Linked DNA regions of Mus musculus: all the other regions are linked to region 3. A link is a contact called in public HiChIP or PLAC-seq, Micro-C and promoter capture Hi-C data. All regions are on one chromosome and are shown on one strand. Each heading gives the region's core, a stretch centred on a gene start, on an enhancer-like site or on the middle of the called end of the contact. The rest is flanking DNA. Distances are from core to core; before and after follow the strand shown. Region 1 has its middle 11 kb from the start of Smtnl2. Region 2 holds the start of Haspin (histone H3 associated protein kinase). Region 3 holds the start of Cyb5d2 (cytochrome b5 domain containing 2). Region 4 holds the start of Mybbp1a (MYB binding protein (P160) 1a). Region 5 overlaps Spns2 (spinster homolog 2).

Region 1 (4,408 bases), core at 63-2,562, 370 kb after region 3:
ACCCTTGAATTAAGGGTGTGTGCTACAGCTGAGCCACACCACAACTAGAAACAGTTTTTTTCCAGTAATAACACAATCTTGGGGTTCACAGTGTGATCACATTTCCTGTAACATTGGAGGACCTGGAATCTAGGGCACTGGGTATTGACAGGGTGGATGAGAAAAGGGGAAACAAGGCTAGCCCATTTACAAAGCCACAATCCCTCTAAGAGTGTGAGACCTCTAAGAGTGTGAGAGAGTCTACCCTCTCTGGTAGACTCCTGAGGCAGCCGACCCCACATTCATTCTAGCTGTGTGAGTTACAACTGCTTAGACCCGCAGTGGTTCTCTGATGGGCTCTCCCTGACTCTACAGTCAGCAGTGTGGGAGGTGGGAGGGGCTGGATAACTACACCGTTCCTTCACCCTGGGACTAGAGGTGGTAGAGACCATTGGAAACCTTGTCTGTGTAGTGCACATATCTGGCTAGGCAGAGGTCTCAATGTGACAGAACACTTGGGAAAATGGCCTGTGCTATATGCTTTGAATGTGAAATGTCCCCAACAGAATCATGTTTTGAACACTTGTTCCCCAGCTGATGGTTCTGTTTTTGGAGGTTGAGGAGTCATTAGAACGTGGGTTCTACCTGGCAGACGTAGCTTATTAGAGCAGGCCTTTTGAAGATCAGAGCTCCCGTGGTCAACCTATGCACCCCTAGCTATGTGAACACAGGCACGCCTTTTCAGCCGTGGAGGACTGCGATCCCATGAAGCCGTGAGCCAAAATACACTTTCCGTCTCTTCCGCTGTTTCTTCCAGTTATGTCTGTCTGTCCACGGACATCCTTTCTTAGGCCACCCTGGATAAAGCAGACCTCACCTCTTCTGTCATTATGAACCACAGACCCTGATGCCATCTCGGCATGCCACTACCTGGCACCTGCAATCAGAGAACTTGTGCGAACATGGCCTGTCCGAATTGGAACACAAGCTCCTTGATGCCAAGGTGTTTCTTTTGTTTGTTGCTGTTTTTCCAGATCTTACCACAGTCCCTAGAAGACAGTAGGGTTCTGTGAATGATTGGCAACTAACTTAATCAATACATTCAAACATTCCCACTGTCACAGTGATGCTTTTACAACAGCCAAAGGTCAGGTGTGATCTAAATGCCCATTAATTGATAATAGATAAACTGTGTGGAATGTTACTCGGGTTTAAATGCCTCATGGGTGAATGCTGGGAATATTTTTATTCTGAGTCAGCCAGCCACAACACCACAAATATTACTGATCCCCTTAAGTGGGGTGCTGGAGTGGTGACATCCCTCCATCAAGGCCTTACCAGAAATCCTGGAGCAGAAAGGGGAGAGCGTGTTCTCCTAGAATCTTGGCTGAAGTCAGAGGTAAGGCTGAGACAATGTGAGCTAGGACTCGGGCAGCACCTGCTACACAGGGACCTGGACTGTCTTGCCAGCCCCACCCCACCCCATGCTGTGGTTTTAGTTGCAGCAGACAAAAACCCCAAATCAGTCATCACCGCTGCCTCTCCAGGTTTGGAGGATGTATTCCATTATTATTGCTTCCTTCTAGGTTCTTCTCAGTGATGATCAAGAACGTTTTTAATCTGTCACTTGCTCTTGAAACATACAGTTGTGTATTCAATTCTAAGTGTGAGTTTATTTTCCTTTATCTATATTTTCCTTTTTTCTTTCTTTCTTTTTTTTTTTCTTCCACTGTTGCTGATGAAGACTCTCATGCTAGAGTCTTGCCTTTTACCTTTAGGTAGCCCCCCCCCCCCAGCCTCTGGCACTGTGATTTCAATGCCCCCTCATCCCTTTCTGTTCTTAAGTTTCACTAAAATGTGAAACAGAAGTTGATTCTTTTTGTTTGGTTGGTTTTTGTTTGTTTTTTTTTGAGACAGGTTTTCTCTGTATAGCCCCGGCTGTCCTGGAACTCACTTTGTAGACCAGGCTGGCCTCGAACTCAGAAATCCGCCTGCCTCTGCCTCCCGAGTGCTAGGATTAAAGGCGTGCGCCACCATGCCTGGCTAAGAGTTGATTCTTGTTGTTGAGACAGGGTTTCTCTGTGAAGTCATGGCTATCTTGGAACTTGCTTCTTGGTAGACCAGGCTAGCCTCCAACCTGGAGATCTGCTGACTTCTGCTTCTTAAACGCTTAGTATTACATACAGTATGAGCTACCACACCTGGACTATATTTTTCTGTTTTTCTTTTTCCTTTTTTTTTTTAATTTGTGTGTCATGTGTGTGTGTGTGTGTGTGTGTGTGTGTGTGTGTGTGTGTGATGTAAGCTAGAGATCAATACTGAGTGTTTTCTAGAACTATTATTTTTTAGACAGGGTCTTTGCTTAACAGGCTAGCAAAACCCTAGGATCTGCCTGTCTCAACAACAAACAACAAAATAAGTCCAAGGAAAAACCGTGTACACAGCTGCAAGCCTGTCTTTCCCTTTAAAACAATTTTTAGGGGTTGGAGAAGTGGTTCAGTTGTACGATCACTGGTTGTCCTGGAACTCACTGTGTCGACCAGGCTAGTTTTGAACTCACAGAGATCCATCTGCCTCTACCTCCTGAGTGCTGGGATTAAAGGCATGCAGTATTTTTAAATTTTTTCTTAAAATGTGATTGGGTGCTTTGTGTGCATGTATGTCTGTGAATCATATCCATCCCTGGTACCAAAGGAAGCTAGAAGAGGAACTGGAGTTACAGACAATTGTGGACCACCATGCAGGTCCTGGGAATTGAACCAGGGTCCGTTAGAAGAACAGCCAGTGCTCTTATCTGCTGAACCATCTCTCCAGCTCCTGGGCTTAACTGCTGAGCTCTCTTTAGCCCTTGGACTTTTTTTTTCTTAATTAAAAAACAAACAAGTAAACTAAACTTTCAGTTGATTTGTGTGCACATATGTGTGTGTGACCACGTGTATAGATGTGTCCTATCACAATGCACATGTGGAGGTCAGAGGACAAATTGTGGCAATCAGTTCGCACCTTCAACTTGTGGGTCCAGGGAATTGAACTCAGATCATTTTTTTTTCTTTCTTTTTTTTTTTTTTTTTTTTATTTTTTGGTTTTTCGAGACAGGGTTTCTCTGTAGTCCTGCCTGTCCTGGGACTCAGATCATAGATCTTGACAGCAATCACCCAATCACCATTACCTGCAGAGTCATTTTGATAGCCCCGGTTCCTCATTTTTTTTTTTTTTTTTTGGTTTTTCGAGACAGGGTTTCTCTGTATAGTCCTGGTTGTCCTGGAACTCACTTTGTAGACCAGGCTGGCCTCGAACTCAGAAATCCTCCTGCCTCTGCCTCCCGAGTGCTAGGATTAAAGGCGAGTGCCACCATGCCCCGCTCCTCATTTTCAAGTTATCTACAAAGTGCATAAAACCTCAAGGCTGTCTGCTAGAGGCCTTGGCTTGGTCTCTGTTGGGCTGGACTCCAGACTAGGGTTTCCTCAGAGTGTCTACTGTGGCCTCCAACTCCTGTGAGTGATCCAATTCTGAGACAGTCCAATGAGGTTAGTGGCGTAGCTGAGGATCCAACCACAGGCACGTGGCTTAGTTTTTGTGGTGAGTTTGAGGGCTACTCTGGTTTTTATGTTCCCCAAGTGACAGCACAGGTCCCAATGCTAGACAGGCCCAGCCTCAGGCCTGCTTCCCCGTTTGTACCACAGCCCATACCCTGTTTTCAGCCTTGTTCTAGGCCCAGCCCTTGGGGTTGCCTGTCTTTCACTGTCTATCCTGTGAGAGCTTCTGCCTCTTTTAAGAAATATCTTGCCAGGTGTGGTAGCAACCGTCCTTGATCCCACCACTTGGGAAGTAGACACAGGAGTATTGCTTCAAGTCTGAGGTCAATCTGGGCCGTATAGCAAGACTGTCTGAAAAACAAACAAAAACCAAAAACAAAATAGAAACCTCTTTATTATTATTATTATTATTATTATTATTATTGAAACTATCACGCTTGTGTGTGTGTGTGTGTGTGTGTGTGTGTGTGTGTGTGTGTGTGTGGTTAGACACATGCCAGTGATGTGTGCAAAGGTTGGAGGACAACTTGTGGAATTTGGTTTTCTCCTTCTGCCCTGGACCCCGAGATTGAATTTATCAGACTTAGTGGCGAGCATCCATCTTTACCTGCCCTAGCCATCTTATCAGCCCTTTACAGACTTTATTGTATTTGTTCATTCATTTATTCATTCATTGGTCTGTTTATTTATATGCATATGAGTGCAAATGTGTCCCTCTCTGGATCACATATGTGTCATTTTTAATTCTTACACTCACTCCCACGTCCATGTGTTGTAGCAGGAGGTGGCTTCAGTCATCTTTGACTGAATCAATGTGACTTTTCTACATGTGGTTCAGCATCTGACAATCCCAGAGCTGATGTCACCCCTGCAACATTTTGTCATTACAACTA
Region 2 (3,828 bases), core at 48-2,547, 340 kb before region 3:
GTATGTGCACATATGCATGGAGACCAAGAGAGGAAGTTAGATCCTCCAACAGCTGGAGTCCCAAGTAGTTGTGAGCTGCCCAACTTGAGTGCTAGGAGCCGAAGCAACATATCCTCTGTAAGAGCGCATGCTCTGAACTGCTGAGCCACCTCTCCAGCTCTTTTTTTTTTTTTTTTTTTTGGTTTTTTTCGAGACAGGGTTTCTCTGTAATAGCCCTGGCTATCCTGGAACTCACTTTGAAGACCAGGCTGGCCTTGAACTCAGAAATCCGCCTGCCTCTGCCTCCTGAGTGCTGGGATTAAAGGTGTGTGCCACCACGCCTGGCCCTCCAGCTCTTGAAGAACTATTTGTACTGGTTAGGGGGGAAGCCAAGACAAAGAGGGCATGTCCAAGGTTATGCAACAGGCCAGAGACGGTGACCTAAATTACAGCCACATCAATAGAGACAGAGAGAAGTGATTTCATATGTATTCTGAAGGTGGGATGGCAGGGTTTGCTGCTGGGATACACTTGGGGATGAAACAAAGAGGTAATCACAGGTCATTCCAACATGTCTTAGTATGGAAAAAGATTAAAATCCCTACTAAGTAACTTGCTAAGAGCTGTTTGAGACAGGCCAATCAAATGATCTATTTTGAACGGCACCTTTCAGATGCTATTATCCTTTCTTAGAGGATAGGTCCTCTAGGATTGGACGACCCAATCTGCAGTCTCTCAGTCTCAAGTACCTGCTTAGTGTGGCCCACGGAGATCTCTGCGGCCACGGTTACATTTTCTTTATTAGATGTGATAGCACAGACCACTGAATGCCATTCTTTTACATGCTGCAAAAGCAAAAGGTGAGTCTGCTTACTCCCTTTTCGTGTTTTAGGATTGAAAATCTGAATATCTAAGATAGGGCATCCAAGGTCCCAGAGCAGACATTTGAGCAAGTCCCCTTCGCCCAAGCCAAGTGTCAGTTATCCTGGCAAACAGGACCAGAGAGGCTGAAAGTCTCAGAAAGAACACTGCAGAAGCAGTCACCCTCTCAAGAGGCTCTCCACATCCCTCTCTCGGGCTCTTGAGACGACTTCGCTCACCTGCACAGGATCGCTTCCACACGCAGGCTCTTGACTCTGGGTGCACTCAGTGTGGTCCTGAAAAGAGAGCCTTTGCTGAGCCACCCTGAGCTCCAAGTCCCGCTAGGCATCTGCCCCCTGCCGGCTTCCGGGAGGTCAGGCAGGCTGCGCAGCCGAGGGCCGGCGCTAGGACCCAGCGGGCCGACGGGCGCTCGCGCGCTCGCCGCAGTCTCGCGGTGTTTCTGTTTGAAACGCCGGGCGGGCGCTCGCTATGGCACAGGCTCACCCGCGGTCGGGTACCCGGCTCTTTCGAACGTACGCGGCGAGGGGCGTCCGGGGGTCGCAGCGGCAGCCTGGCGGGCTGGCTGAGCAATGGTTCCAGCCGCCGAACCTGAAGCGCGCCTTCAGCAGCAGCCTCAGCGACAGTAACGAGTCGCCGGCTGTCGCTTCCGACGACCCGGACGACCCCGACTTCCCCGGCAGCCTCGTGGGCCAGCGGCGGAGGCGTCCTCGGGGCAGCGGCTCCCGGAACCAGCGGACCCTGACAAACACTCCAAGAGTCCAAAGGCTGCGACCTCGGCTCCCGCAGAAGTGCAGCACCCCGTGCAGCCGGCTGCGACCGCCACCTTTCCCCAACTGCAGCCCGGGCTGCCTCGGGTCGGACCACAGTGTGTGCATCCAGTCCAGGGACAGCAACGAGCTGGGCACCAGTGCCTCCCTCTTCAGCTCTCCGGCCTCGCCCGGAGCCCCCGACCCTTTGTATGCTGACTCTGCAGTCCCCGGGAGCTTCCACTTGCCGGCAGCCTCCCTAAGTGAACCGTCTGTGCCCTGCCCCCAGGTGGCAGCAACCGGTGACAGGTACACCGGGAGGGCCCTCCGAGCCGAAGCCAGCTTCAGGTCATCTCTCTTTAGCCTTGTGAACTCAGGGGCCACAGAAGAGAACAAGTTTGGGACAGATGGGGAGAATGTGAAGGAATCGTGTTGTGAAAGAAGACAGCAGATGGGAAACAGACTAACGGACCCTGATCTGACAAGCCCGGGAAAGAGAAAGGCCGCGTGTAAAAAGGTTGTGTCCCAAGGAGTCGACCAGAGAGACTATGAGGAGTCCAGTGCTTGCAAAGACCTTCGTGTACCAGGGGAAATCAGCAGGCCTAAGAGAACTGGGCCACTCCGGAAGAGGAAACAGCAAGAAGCAACGGGAACCCCTCCCCGCCACTACCACCAATCTAAGAAGAAAAGGAAAGCGTCAGTCTCCTTATGGAACTTGAATACTAGCCAGAGGGATTCTTGGACCAAAACCAGAGCCTCCTTCGGTTTCCACAAGAAGAAAATTATAACCAGTGTGATAGAGGTATGCAGTTCTGTTGCCAGTTCTTCCTCCAGGTCCCTCCTGTCTGAATGTTCGACCCCTCCTATCAAGAACAGAGCACACCTTACTGTTTCTTCTCGATGCTCTTCTGTGTATTTGCTAAGTCCCTTAAAGACCCTGCATGTCACAGACCAAAGGCCATCTTATGCTGAAAAGGTTTATGGGGAGTGTAATCAGGAAGGGCCCATCCCCTTTAGTGATTGCCTTTCCACGGAAAAACTGGAACGGTGTGAGAAGATTGGGGAAGGAGTGTTTGGAGAAGTGTTTCAGATAATTAACGACCAAGCACCTGTAGCCCTAAAAATCATTGCTATTGAAGGGTTAGATTTAGTCAATGGGTCCCACCAGAAAACCTTTGAGGAAATCCTGCCGGAGATCATTATCTCCAAAGAGCTGAGTCTCTTGTCTAGTGAGGCCTACAACCGCACAGAAGGCTTTATTGGGCTGAACTCAGTACACTGTGTTCAAGGGCTTTACCCTCCCTTGCTGCTGAAAGCCTGGGATCACTATAACACAACCAAAAGATCTGCCAATGACCGGCCTGACTTTTTCCAGGAAGACCAGCTCTTTATTATCCTGGAATTTGAGTTTGGTGGGGTTGACTTGGAGCGAATGAAAACCAAGCTGTCCTCTGTGGCGACTGCAAAGAGCATTCTCCACCAGATCACTGCATCTCTGGCTGTGGCAGAAGCATCCCTGCACTTTGAGCACCGGGACTTACACTGGGGAAATGTGCTCTTAAAGAAAACCAACCTCAAAGAACTCCGCTACACCCTCAATGGGAAAACGAGCACCATTCCCACCCATGGGCTACAGGTCAACATCATTGACTACACCCTGTCCCGCTTGGAGCGGGATGGGATTGTGGTTTTCTGTGATATCTCCGCTGAAGAGGACCTATTTACAGGTGAGGGTGACTACCAGTTTGAGATCTACAGGCTCATGAGGAAGGAGAACAAAAACTGCTGGGGTGAGTATCACCCTTACAATAATGTGCTGTGGCTGCATTACCTCACAGACAAGATTCTGAATAAGATGAAATTTAAGACTAAATGCCAGAGCGCAGCCATGAAGCAAATAAGGAAAAACCTGCAACATTTCCACAGGACTGTACTGAGTTTCAGCTCTGCCACGGACCTGCTCTGCCAACACAGTCTATTTAGGTAAGCCAGGAACTTAGACTTTCAGAGCCTCTTTAAGTACACTTTTAGGCCTCTGGTACTAATCTCTGCCACTAGAGCCAGATGGAGGTGAAAGCACATCCTTAAGAGTTCCTGTCAGCTTCTTAAAAGAGAACTGTGTTTTTCAAAAGGTAACCAAAACATTTGTTGACATGATTAAACTTGCTTTTAACAAATGTTCCTCTTTTTTAAAAAAAAAAATAAACTAGACAGAGGACAA
Region 3 (4,175 bases), core at 136-2,635:
TCCAGTGTATACTTGTTAAAAAAAAACAAACAAACAAAAAACAACCAACCAAACAAAACCTAGTATTTTATAGTCATGAACGGCTTGCAGAATGAGTCTTTTCAGTGTAATGTTACCCTCCTTCCACATTAGACTCAGATGGTTCTCTACAAGATTCCTGCACAGGCCAGTAAAACAGAATGGTTTTCATGGCCACTCCCTTGATCTTTGCACATCCTTTCTCGTAATTGTCTTACTCTGATAAGGTCCAGCAAGCAACTAAGCCTGTCAACTGCACAAATGTCTGCCTACCACATGCAGAGACTTTTTTTTGGCTTGCTCCTCTCTTCGGAACAAAGCTAATGTAGCCTGGACTTTCCACACCTCTAGTAAAGGCGAGAGACGTAGCAAAATTCCGTAGTGATGCACTCCGAAAGAGTTCGGACAACGCCATACTTCCATTCTAAGAACCCGAGGACCCTATGGCTTCCTGGCTGGCCTCCGCAAAGCAACCGCCCACCTCTTCAGGACCTTATTGGCGACCACCCTGCTCCCGCACCGCTGTCGCCAGCCAGCCAGCCAGCCAGCCCTGACCTCCTCGAACTGCTCGCCCGAACATCCAGCGCCGCGAGCCTCCAGCAACTCCCGGAACTGCTCCAGGGTGACGGACTCTTCACCGCGGCCCAGCCGCTCTTCCAGCCAGCGCAAGAGCGCGCCGTGGTGCCTCGACACCAGGGATTCGCAGGGAGGTGCGGGCCGCAACGCAGCCGCTGCCTCTCGCAGCCGAGCGGGTTCCAGGAGTGCAGCGGCGGAAGGCAGCACCGCGGCCGCAGGGCCGGGGCCGGGGGTCGTGCCAGAGTCGGCAGCCCAATCTTGATGTGGGCTCCAGCCCTCACCCCCTGCGGCCGCCGCTTCGTCTTCGCTGCTGTTACTCGGAGCGTTCCCCATGGGGTCTCCGTCTTGGGTGCTCGGAGGTGTCGCCGCCGCCGCCGCCTCCCAGCCACGACCTGTCAACCTCCGACAGCTCCTGGCGGGCGGGGACGGGGTGGAGACCACAGCGGCGGCAGTGACTTCCGGCTTCCTGGCTGTCGAGCGAGGCCTGATGTCGCAACGGAGCCGTCAAGCGGATTCCATTTGCTCACGACAGCTTAATGAAGCCCGGGAACCCACCCGTTAACGTATCCGTCTAGCCGCCTCTGCCGCCATCTTTGTTGAGGGCGGATAAACTGTAAGCCAGGACTTTTTGTTTGTTTGTTTGTTTGTTTGTTTTTTCTCTGTACTGTTCCCCTTTTCTGCTCCACGCTTCACGTTCAGAATCTAGGCTGGACAAGAAAAGAAGAAAGAGTCGGGGGCAAAAGAGTCAACTTTGCTGTGAAGTCTGTCAGTGTCGCGCTGCCGACGTCACGGCCGGCGTCTCTGCTGTCTTAGTGGTGGCTTAAGAGGTGGCTACCTCCGAAGCGTGTCTGGTGTGTTGCTGTATAGATGCTGAGGATATGCGGGCTTGGTGTGGTGCTGAGCCTGGCCGTGGCGGCGGTGGCTGTCATGGCCGTGTGGTTGATGGACTGGTGGGGTCCCCGCCCTGGTATTCGCCTCTTCCTTCCCGAGGAGCTAGCCCGCTATCGCGGCGGCCCAGGGGACCCGGGCCTGTACTTGGCACTGCTCGGCCGCGTCTACGACGTGTCCTCTGGCAGGAGGCACTACGAGCCTGGGGCGCACTATAGCGGCTTCGCAGGTATCGGCGAGGCTCTCACACCTTTTCCTCCTGCGTGGGCTCGTAGCCACGGCTTGCGTTCGTCCAGTAATTTATTCCTCCGCGCCTCGTCATCCCACATTCCTCAGACTGCTGCGGTGGGAAGGACACGGTCCTGGTTTGCAGCTTGGACGCAACTGTGCTAGTTATGTACCCTCCGACTCTGTCTGCTGCACTGTGTGACTGATTCGGAGAAAGATGTGTCTTGTTAGGTAGTGGTTACACTCAGAAGTCTACCTGGTCTCTAGAGCTACCGTGCTTTCAGGCTCTTTAGACTGACCCGAAATAACCTTTCCTCCGCCCGCCTCCGTTTCCCCTAATATAATATTTGAGTCTTTTTTAATTCTAGTAGATGCACTTGTCTGCTTTTCTTTAAAAAAAAAAAATGAGAATCAAGCGGGGAATGAAGTTAGAGCACAGGAAAGCAAGTATCTTTTGTAGTATTAAAATACCTACAATAAACCAGAAGTGGTGTTTTAACTGGAGTGGCTGAGACAGGAGGATCTCTTGAGCTACAAAGATCCATTGAGCCAGGAATTTGTGGCCAGGCTGGCTCTAAAACAACACGAAACAAAACTTCTGACAAAATTTGGTATATTAGCCTTCCTAAGAACATTTATCAAATTAACTCCATTCTGCTGTGCTCCCGTTACCCCTTAACAACGGAGGGGATCGGAAAATGTAATTTGACTAAAAGCCTTAACAAGATATGAGAACTACCAACCTAATAGCTTTTAATTTTTATTTTATGTGTATGAGTGTTTTACTTCCTTGTACAACTCTGAACTACCTGTGTACTTGGTGCCCATCGAAGCCAGAAGAGGTTTTCAAATCCCTGTAACTAGTAAACATGGTTGTGATCTGGGTGCTGGGAACTTTGCTTCTCTGGAGGAGCATCCACTGCTCTTAACCAGTAAGCCAGCTTCCCAGCTACCAATTTTAAAGGTGTTGTTTTTCTAGCCAAGGAGAATACCTCTCTCTTTGTTTATTTGGGAAGGAAGATCGCAGGGCAAGACTGGTAACTAGACTGACAAAAATTTCAAGCAGTCCACCGGTCATTTAGGAGAATTAGGAAGCTACCTTTAAATACAGATCACTCACTTCCTTCTCTCCAGACTTTTCAAACAGTCTAACCTGGGATAGGACCTACCCAAGGACATGGAGAGTTAGAAGCAATGCTAGACTGGAATCAAGAGTTTTTTCTTGCCACTTGAGTGCACTTTAGGACACTACTAACATCTGGTATAGCTGTCATGGATGCATGCACAAGTGTGAACATACATGCTTCCATTTCTGGGCTAGTATGCTCTAGTAGCTTTTGCGTTCTGTGCATATAATTTTTGAGCTCCATTTATTGACTACTACCATGGGTCCTCCCTTGGCCAGGTGCTGAGGAATCCAAGATGTGTCTGACTGCCCACACAGTCTATTAGGGAAGCAAATGTACTCATTTATATAGTCAGTACTTATTTTTATTAAGGCACAAGTCACAGAAAAGTCTTTATGTTAAAGGCACAGAGACAAACAAACATTATCATCACCTAATTTCAGAACATTTTGCTCATCCCCAAGGGAAACTACCCATCATCCACTCCTCTCCATTCTCTACCTCCCCACAACCCTTGGGAATTCCTGTGTACTTTCTCTTCCTATGGATTTGCCCCTTCTATGAATAGAATCATATACCTCACACATGTCCTTTTCTTTTTTCTTTTTTTTTTTTAATTTATTATTATATCTAAGTACACTGTAGCTGTCTTTAGATACACCAGAAGAGGGCGTCAGATCTCATTGCGGATGGTTGTGAGCCATCATGTGGTTGCTGGGATTTGAACTCAGGACCTTTGGAAGAGCAATCGGTGCTCTTAACCACTGAGCCATCTCTCCAGCCCCACATGTCCTTTTCTAGTCTAGCTTTGTAAAAGTAACTTTTATTCACCTGATGTAATTGTCACCTGGAAGGCTTACTGTCTCCTGCTAACCTAGGCCTAGTCCTGGAAGCTTCTAGCTCCCAGACAATCTAATCCGGGCCTAGAATGTTTTCAGCCTCCAAGACTTACTCCTATATAAGCTCACCCTTTCTAGTTCTGTTTGAGCTCTGGCTGGCTGGTTCAACTCAACTGTTAAAGCTCCAACTCCTTTCCAAGCTGACTGATTCAATCTGGCTTCTCTCTCGACCTCTGACTCTATTGCTCAGCTTGGCCTTAAACTAACTCTGGCATTCTTTTCTAATCTGGCTCCTTCTCATCTTCTGGCTCATTCCGCCTTTACCTGTATCTAGTCTGTTCCATCTTTCACTTATCTCTGTAAAACTGCCGCCTTCCCCTCTGCTGCCGGGCTGTTCCTTCTTAGGTTGCCTCTTTTTCCTCGTGAGAGTTGGGCAGATCCTGTCTCTGACTCATTCTGTCAGATATTTCCCTGATTTGTCACTTTGTCAATTAGAAGT
Region 4 (3,846 bases), core at 683-3,182, 350 kb after region 3:
TTCTGGTCTGTCTCCATTTGTGCCAAAAGGACAAATCAGGGACAAGACAGTGGCAAATGACTCTAGATACAAACAGACCCAGGCTTGACCAAACCAACTATGGCAAATGTACTCAGATTGCCTTCTACATACTCAGGCATTGACAAGCACTGTTCCAGACCCACACTAGCCACACAAAGGCCACCAGAGAGGGTTATGGAGTATCTGAACTGCCTAACTGAGTGGACATGTGCTGAGACCCTGAAAGACAAGGCAGATTTAAGATAGTTGGTGAGAGAGGAATAACAAACAAACAAACAACCTCCTCATACCAGTTGCATGGTCAAACCATCTGTCCTCATCATGTTCCTACCCAAATCTTTTCAACGTTTCCCAAATCAGACGGCATGACTTGTGATTCTCTACCTCAGAGAGGATGTCCACCAGAGCCTTTATTGGCTGTCCCTGTAAGTGGTTGGGGTGTTGGGACAGGATCTTCAGCAATTGCACGGACTTCATCAGGGCCTCTTTGTCCTGGTATCCACAGAGAGCAAAAGGTGAAGAGCAGGGTCTGTTACCATCTGTTCCCCTCCAGCCCTAAACCAGTCCCTGCGCCCCGTGCCAAAAGCTCTTACCTTCACTAGGCGGCCTGACTGAAAGAGGGCTAGCACTCCAAAAAGGTTTGCAAAGAGACTAGGTCTCATCATTGCCTAGAAAAAGATTGAAAACACAGGTGAAGAGGGTCCCTCCCCATAGCTGTTCAGGAGCAGGTTGTCTGTCTGGGAATCTCACGCACCTTGTTCATGGCTTGTAGGCTGTATTTTTCTTGTATCTGATCCAGGATGTCACACAATGGGATGTCTTCAAAAGACTGCAACAGCTACCAGGCAAGACCAGAAAGAGCTCAGGAGTGGCCCAGGGACAACAAACCAGACCAAGTCCATTTCCCTCCTTCAGCTTTCCCCAATATAATCTCCGTGCTCCTCCCATCCCTCACAAGCGCTACTGCTTTCAAGGGACCACATCTTACATGGCTAAGCCCCACCTCCATCAAGGCTTCAGAAGGCCTAGGCTGCTTCTGTACCTCTTGGGAAAACCCATCCCATCCAAAGATCCTGTTCTGAGTTGCCTTGAGGCTGGTTAGTCTTCATTGCTTTTTGCTGTACAAATTTCTACGTGGTCTGTCATCAGTTGCCTTCCTAACCTGGAGGCGGCTCCCCAACCTTGCAGAAATCAACCTCAAAGTTCACTACTTCCAGTAACTGTAGCTAATACTCTGTAGCTGATAAACGTGTATCAGAAAGAAAACGTGTTCAACTCTTCCACCTGCCTGGACTTTGCTGTACATAGGCCATGTTTTGGCACTTCCTCCCACCCAAGTAAGGATGCCTGTATCCCCTCTGAAGCATCTCGGATTTCTTCTTACCCCGCAGCTTCGGTGCCCCCTACCCTTAGACGCCACCTTTGCCCAGCGAGATCGTGCCCTTGCCAGACACACAGTCTCACCTGTGCCAGCGCCAGGCTGTAGCAGGGCCTAGCGGCTTCTCGGCCCACCCCAAGCCCAGTGATTAGGCGCTTCAGGGCATATTTCATCTCCGAATCCTACGGAACCAAGAACATCCCTCGTGTTCAACAGTGATCTGAAGGGCCCACCCCTCCCCCTTGCATCCAGAGCCACGATGGGCCTGGGCCCCTCCATCATACATTGGGCCTTGTGCGCAAGTACTCCAACAACTTCTCCGTGGCCCGGAGCCGCGTTTCCTGATCCGGTTTCGCAATGTCCCAGAAGAAGTCCAAGAACTCGCGGCTGTGCTCCAGCAGGCTGTGGCGGTCGCTTTGCGCCGCTTCTGCGGGAGTCGCAGGCTCAGCTTTCGTGGGGCTCTTCATCTCCGCCATGCTGAGCCAAACACGTGGGCTCAGAAGACAGTCACTTCCAGGTCAGGTCTCGGCGCCTGCGCACTGGGACGTCCGAGTGAGGGCGGGGCCTAGCAGGTTGGAAGTGGCTTCCGTACGGCCTTGCCTTTCCCTTGTGGCTGTGGGTGGAGCAGAGTGTTCTCACACGCGCGTGTGCTCAGAAACTGATGCTTCGATCTCTTCCTTTAACCTGGAGGAGTTCCTGACGACCGGAGGTGCAAACAAATCCACGAAAAAGCCGTAGTATGATCTCTTCCCAGACCCGGGTCTGCTCGCGATCTAGTCCGAGACATCCGCTATTATTCCGCTTTTATTGTGTGCATCCGAACAAAGCCGCGGCTTCTGTGGACTTCCTTTCTAGTGGGAAGAGATGGTTGATGAACGAGTAGACAAATACATTTTAAATGATAGTTATGAGGAAAATAAGGAATGTAGGGAGCAGAGGGAGCCTTTTAAATGTTAAAAAACGTGAAAACATCGCCTGTTAAAAATTAAAGGGAGGGGCTGGAGAGATGGCTCATCGGTTAAGAGCTCTGACTACTCTTCCAGAGGTCCTGAGTTCAGTTCCCAGCAACCACATGGTGGCTCACAACCATCTGTAATGGGATCCAATCCACTCTTCTGGTGTGTCTGAAGACAGATACAGTGTATTCATAAAAATAAACAGCCGGGAGGTGGTGGCACACGCCTTTAATCCCAGCACTTGGGAGGCAGAGACAGGCGGATTTCTGAGTTTGAGGCCAGCCTGGTCTACAAAGTGAGTTCCAGGACAGCCAAGACTATACAGAGAAACCCTGTCTCGAAAAACCAAAAAAAAAAAAAAAACAAAAAACAAAAAAAAAAATAAAATAAAATAAACAACATTTTCTTAAAAAAAAAAAATTAAAGGGAAGCCGGGCATGGTGGTGCACACCTTTGATCCCAGCACTTGGGAGGCAGAGGCAGGTGGATTTCTGAGTTCAAGGCCAGCCTGGTCTACAAAGTGAGTTCCAGGGCAGCCAGGGCTACACAGAGAAACCCTGTCTCGAAAAACCAAACCAAACCAAAACAAAACAAAACAAAAAAAACCAAAAAACCCAAAACCACACACACACACAAAAACAAAACCAAAAAAAAAATTAAAGGGAAAATTCTATAGATTCTAAGATTCTATTTAAGAGACCATGACAAGACTGACATGTGAGCTGACAGCTGAGGGACAAGATGGGCTCTATTGTCCCCAGGGCAAAAATCTAAGAGCAGGCCAAGGACATTTCTTCTACAGAGGCCACTCATCTCTTACGGGAATGAGGTCAGTAAGGTGAGGAGGAGGACTCAGGTGCCAGGAGCAAGGTTATATAGAACCCAGGGCCAGGCTCAAGGGTTCAGAATTTCTTCAGAGAGTGCAGGGAGGATTTACATCTGATTTACAGTTTTAAAAGGTCAACTGTTAGCTGAGAGCAGCCACAGCCCGTGGCTGTGAGTACCGAGGCAGTGAATTATGCTGGAGTAAGGCCTTGGCTAACCTATGGCAAATGTCAACGTAGGCGATGACCTGGGCCAAAGGAGATGATTTGCTAGAAAGGACACCAGGCTAAAAGCTAAAATCGTTGAATAGATGGTGGAATCATTGCGCCTAGCAATGTTTTGTCTGAGAGAGAAGTGGAGATGGTACAATTAAGAGCTCTGCTAGCTTGGGTTTGGGGATATGGTATGGAAATAGAACACCAGCCAAGCACATCAGTGCTCTAAATTTGATCCCCAAGCCAACAAAACAAAACAATTAGCTGACTGTGTTGGTGATCCTGTAATCCCAGTGCCTGGGCCAGACTGGATTACACAGGGAGACTCTGCCTTAAAAAACAAAATTATAGAGACAAGGGATATGGCGTGTTAGTGAAAAGCACTTACTAAACCGGGCGCGGTGGTGCACGCCTTTAATCCCAGCACTCGGGAGGCAGAGGCAGGCAGATT
Region 5 (4,293 bases), core at 122-2,621, 330 kb after region 3:
GTGGGATGGGACATGCTAGGCCTCAGAATGTAAGCCCAGTCCTGGTCTCTAGGGACGTGTGTCCCCCTGTGGCCTTCTCACGCTGCAGCCTGACCCATCTCCTGCTGTTCCCAGTATAGCATGAATATTCTCTGACGTCAGGGGCGTCTGTGGGGACCATCCTCTTCCCAGTCTAGCATCAAGTGATATGATTTAAAGCGAGGGCTTCAGAGTCAGCTAAACTACAGTTTAATTTTGACTCAGACATACAGTTGCCCTGTGACATCACTTCTTTCAGCTGGGTCATCTTCTCTGTAAGATGAAGTTAGAGAGAGAATCGACAGAAATGATGAATGCATGTGCCAAGTGTGTGTCCAGGGCCTGGTCTGTCATAACTGATCCATCAGTGACAACTGCAGGCGTTATTAACAATAAGCATCGTGCTTCATTAACCATCGTACAATATGATTAGAAGACTTGAAATTTATATAATGTGTGTGTGAATGTGACAGTGTGCGCGTGCCTGTGACAGTGTGTGCGTGCCTCTGTGTGTGTGTGTGTGTGTGTGTCAGTGTGTGTGAGAGTATGTGTGTGTGCTTGTGTGTGTGTGTGTGAGAGAGAGAGTGTGTGTGCGTGTGTGTGTGAGAGTATGTGTGACTGTGTGTAAGAGATAGTGTGTGTGTGTGAGAGAATGTGTGTGAGAGAGTATGTGTGTGTGTGAGAGTATGTGTGTGTGAGTGTGTGAGAGAGTATGTGTGTGTGCATGTGTGTGTGAGTATGTATGTGAGAGAGTATGTGTGTGTGAGAGAGTATGTGTGTGTTCGTGTGTTGTGTGAGAGAGTATGTGTGCATGTGTGCATGTGTGTGACTGTGTATGAGAGATAATGTGTGTGTGTGAGAGTGTGTGTGCGTGTGTGTGAGAGTATGTGTGCATGTGTGCGTGTGTGTGACTGTGTGTGAGAGATAGTGTGAGGGGGAGCGAGAGAGTGGTGTGTGTGTGTGTGTGTGTGTGTGTGTGTGTGTGCATGTGTTGTCATCATGGTGAACTCCTAGGCACGTTTCATTACCCACTTTGACATTAGCAGGATTTGGTGACCCTTACTGATTCACAGGCTTTAAGTACATCAAGCTGTGCAATTCATGGTAGGACCTGCACTTTGGCTAGACAAGAGGCACTGCCTACTCAGATTGTCTCTGCCCACTCCCCACCCAGTTCAGACTGGCATACAGAAGGCAGTTGTTCCTCTTCCCCTCTAAACATGTGTAAGCCCTTTGAGACTAAGCTTTTCCTCGTCCACATCCTGATCTGATCTTGGGCAGGTCTTAGGAGGCAGAGCTGACAAGAAAGCATTCTTTCTGTAGATGTAAGGAAATAATACTGGCCCTGGCTAATGTAAACACGAGCCTTGTTGACCCAGCCTGCGCCTCGGAGGGCAGGGCATGAAGCACCTTCCCCCACACTGTCTCATCCAATACTCAAGCCACCAGAGCAGCAGCTATTTTTATCTTCATTTTACAGATGAGGAAGTTGGCGTGGGGAGCTGGCTTAGAGTGGCTCATGAGAGTCGATTGTTAAATTTTTAGGAATTGTGTGAGCCGATTGTTAGACACAGCCATTGTTAGAACTAAATCATAATAAACTTACAACTGAGTGATCTGTACTGAAAGAAGCTGATAAATTCTCAGAAGTCATCGCTTCCTAATTACTTTCTTACATCAAGACATTATCAGTGTGCTTAAGGTAAACTCCTTTTATCTGAATGGTGGAAACGCCTATGACTGAACAAGGTACTAAGCTCTGAGCTTCACATCTCTTAGGTGACTTGGCCTCAGCCGGGTAGAGTGTTTATACTGTGGAGATGCACAACCCCCAGGCATCGTGGGGCCCCTCCTCTGTCCCTTTTTAGAGAACCTGTTTCTACACATTTACCAGCACATCAATGAGGCTGACAATGACAGAGATGTGACCTGGCAAAGGAGCCTACCTAAGAAGGTGCAGAGCTGGGGTTGAACCCTATGGCGCAAGGACTGATTCTGCCCAAAGCTTAAGTCACAGACCTGAATTACCAGGTCCCCTCTCCTGTGTTTTCAAGTCTAGCGGAGAAAAGAACCCTTCATGCTACTCTGAGCAACCCACTTTGCCCTGCTCACGCCCTTCCTCTCGTCATTGCTCCTCCCCCTAAATACTGTCTCCCCAGAGGCTGCTAAACCACATACACATGAACCTAGCGTACAGAGGTCAGTGTTGTCTGGCCATCTGCCTACTGGCAGTGGGACTGCCTTCCATGAGACAGAGGGGACTCCCTGTCTGTGTAGTTGGCCTCTATTCTACCTGGATCTCTGTATCTCACCTAGAACACCAACCCCTCCCATCATCAACAGTGGCATTCTCTCCCAAGTCCCTGAACATTACTGTGCTCTTGTCCCAGCAGAGCCAAACCAGGTCATTAGTTCTTTGTTCAGCATCTCCTGCCTTCCCCGTGAGGATCCCACTCCATCTGGCCTCTTAGCCTTGTCTTCCACCCTTCCCCCTCCGTCACTTTGCTTCAGACACTCTGGCCTCTTTCACGCCCCGCAAACACACCAAGTGCACTCTAGCTCTCCTTTCCCCGGTACTTCTATGACTGTTTCCTTGTCTCCTGCAGGTCTTTGCTGAGTTGAAATGTCACCGTCTCTTCTATTTAATACTGTATGATCTGTCTTCTCTCTCATACATGTATTCTCAATAAAATTTTATGATAATGTCTATCATACTCTAAGGCAACACTGGACTCTGGCTGTACAGAGCAGCAGAGATGTTTGGCAGAGATGTTCGAACAGGAATGGCCAATGCATCAACCTCACCTCGGTCACAGAAATGGCTTGGTTTTTGCCAGATTCCACCCGAGGCTGCAGGATCGTCCCTGTGCGCTCAGCTCCTGAGCTTCAGTTTCTCCTGGCTTTCTGTTTCTGCGGAAAGCCTCATCTTCCTCATGCATCTATCAGCAGCTGCTTCTTGCCACTCCTTCCTCCAGGCTGTGGTCCTTCATACACGTATCTCTTCACATACATTTCATATATCTATACATCTCCTGTACCTGCTTAATATTCCTCATACAGCGTGTTAATTATTACTACTATTTTGTTATTTATGTGCCTTTCTTCCTTAGATCATTAAGTTCCGGGAAGGCAGGAATCTCCTGTTTATCTACCCATGAATCCCAAGCACCTAACGTATGTTAGTATGTTGCAGATGCCCTGTTTTAGTTACTTTTCTGTTGCTGGGAAGAAACACCATGGCCAGGGCAATTCCTAAGTGTGTGATGGTTTCAATGAGGATGGTCTCCACAGGCTCATAGATTTGAATGCTTGGTTCCTAGTTGGCAGAAGGAAAGGACTCAGGGGTGTGGCTTTGTTAGAGAAGGCGTTTCATGGGGATTGGCCTTGAGGTTTCAAAAGCCCACTCCATCCCAGTTAGCTTGCTGTCTGCCTCCAGCTTTCGGGTAAGATGAAAGCTCTCAGCTACTGCTCCAGCAACATGCTTGCCTGCCTGCCGCCACCCTCCCCACCAGGATGATCATGAACCTCACCCTCTAAACTGTAAGGAAATCCCCAATCAAATGCTTTCTTTTATAATTTCCCTTTGTCATAGTGTCTCTTCACAATAGGACAGTGACTAAGCATGCCCCTCCCCCTAATTTGTGGAATGAATCAATGCATGCATGAGTGACCAAGTGAATGGCAGGGTTTCCAATATTCAGGATAGCTTCTGCAGCCTGCTGGGCGTGAGGGTGGCTGAGTGACCTGGAAGATGGTAAGACCTGGAGTTCCAGGCTCAAGTTTGCCCTGATTTGCTGTGTGACCTTAGGTAGATAGATCTATCACCCTCTCTGAGTCTCTCCTCCTTTCAAGTATCCGTAAAGATTTAGAATTTTCTGTGCATGACTGTTTCCCTCCTATGTGAGCACCGAATGCATGCTTAGTGACTACAGAGATTAGAAGGGGACATCGGATCCCCTGGGATTAGAGTAAACAGTGGTGAGCCACCCTGTCGGTGCTTAGAACTGAACCTGGGTCCTCTGCAAGAACAACAATTTCTCTTAGCCTCTGAGCCATCTCTTCAGCCTCTCTCTCAAGCATAATACAGGAAGAATAATGCAGGCCGTGCATGCTGGTGCTCCCAGCAGAGAGGTAGAGGCAGAGGCAGGAGGAACTCTTGTGAGTTTGAGGCTAGGGCTGTATAGTGAGACCTGTCTCAAAACAAACAAAACAATATGGGCTGGGGGGTGTAGCTCCCCAGCTGGTAGAATGTGTACCTAGAATACATGAGACCCT

The links. Hi-C and Micro-C count contacts between places; a contact is called where the count stands out from the background. HiChIP or PLAC-seq counts read pairs in DNA pulled down with a chosen protein or histone mark. Capture Hi-C pulls out chosen DNA fragments and counts their contacts.
Region 1: a FOXA1 HiChIP or PLAC-seq map of pancreatic cancer cells shows a contact between it and region 3. The contact joins the enhancer-like site here to the promoter of Cyb5d2 in region 3. A contact is called at or near these places in 7 of 484 Hi-C or Micro-C datasets (CD4 T cells, Th17 cells, effector CD8 T cells and 4 more), 1 of 115 datasets of contacts at active chromatin or transcription factors (pancreatic cancer cells) and 4 of 9 other capture datasets (adipose tissue, liver, macrophages and 1 more).
Region 2: a contact with region 3 is called in a Micro-C map of embryonic stem cells, with 4 times the contacts expected there. The contact joins the promoter of Haspin here to the promoter of Cyb5d2 in region 3. A contact is called at or near these places in 1 of 39 promoter capture datasets (the C10 cell line), 3 of 484 Hi-C or Micro-C datasets (CD4 T cells, LSK cells and embryonic stem cells) and 1 of 9 other capture datasets (liver).
Region 4: a promoter capture Hi-C map of liver shows a contact between it and region 3, with 3 times the contacts expected there. The contact joins the promoter of Mybbp1a here to the promoter of Cyb5d2 in region 3. A contact is called at or near these places in 1 of 39 promoter capture datasets (embryonic stem cells), 14 of 484 Hi-C or Micro-C datasets (CD4 T cells, CD8 T cells, Th1 cells and 10 more), 9 of 115 datasets of contacts at active chromatin or transcription factors (the SCID.adh cell line, acute myeloid leukemia, bone marrow-derived macrophages and 4 more) and 4 of 9 other capture datasets (adipose tissue, liver, macrophages and 1 more).
Region 5: an H3K4me3 HiChIP or PLAC-seq map of bone marrow-derived macrophages shows a contact between it and region 3, with 4 times the contacts expected there. The contact joins the enhancer-like site here to the promoter of Cyb5d2 in region 3. A contact is called at or near these places in 2 of 39 promoter capture datasets (the C10 cell line and pre-B cells), 2 of 115 datasets of contacts at active chromatin or transcription factors (bone marrow-derived macrophages and pancreatic cancer cells) and 2 of 9 other capture datasets (adipose tissue and liver).

The regions. Positions count from the first base shown.
Region 1 is chr11:72,420,810-72,425,217 of GRCm38.p6, reverse strand. No RefSeq gene overlaps it. Among named protein-coding and RNA genes, the nearest start is that of Smtnl2, 11 kb to the right of the region's middle. Within about 2 kb of position 1,312, at least 8 of the 459 cell types and tissues checked have an H3K27ac peak or open chromatin away from gene starts, as enhancers often do. A contact at or near this core is called in pancreatic cancer cells, where this site is marked.
Region 2 is chr11:73,135,763-73,139,590 of GRCm38.p6, reverse strand. It overlaps Haspin (histone H3 associated protein kinase), which reads left to right and starts at 1,297. Exons shown (of 1, transcript NM_010353.2): 1 at 1,297-3,828. The coding sequence starts at 1,330. The coding sequence ends at 3,594. Itgae (integrin alpha E, epithelial-associated) reads right to left here. Exons shown (of 31, transcript NM_008399.3): 27 at 1,080-1,136; 28 at 729-824.
Region 3 is chr11:72,793,049-72,797,223 of GRCm38.p6, reverse strand. Cyb5d2 (cytochrome b5 domain containing 2) reads left to right here and starts at 1,385. Exons shown (of 4, transcript NM_001024926.3): 1 at 1,385-1,711. The coding sequence starts at 1,462. It overlaps Zzef1 (zinc finger, ZZ-type with EF hand domain 1), which reads right to left and starts at 998. Exons shown (of 55, transcript NM_001045536.2): 1 at 574-998. The coding sequence starts at 927.
Region 4 is chr11:72,439,413-72,443,258 of GRCm38.p6, reverse strand. It overlaps Mybbp1a (MYB binding protein (P160) 1a), which reads right to left and starts at 1,932. Exons shown (of 26, transcript NM_016776.3): 1 at 1,684-1,932; 2 at 1,486-1,581; 3 at 776-859; 4 at 615-689; 5 at 406-513. The coding sequence starts at 1,875.
Region 5 is chr11:72,464,364-72,468,656 of GRCm38.p6, reverse strand. All of the region lies in intron 2 of Spns2 (spinster homolog 2), which reads left to right. Among named protein-coding and RNA genes, the nearest start is that of Gm40194, 9.1 kb to the right of the region's middle. Within about 2 kb of position 1,371, at least 162 of the 459 cell types and tissues checked have an H3K27ac peak or open chromatin away from gene starts, as enhancers often do. A contact at or near this core is called in adipose tissue, bone marrow-derived macrophages, liver and 2 more, where this site is marked.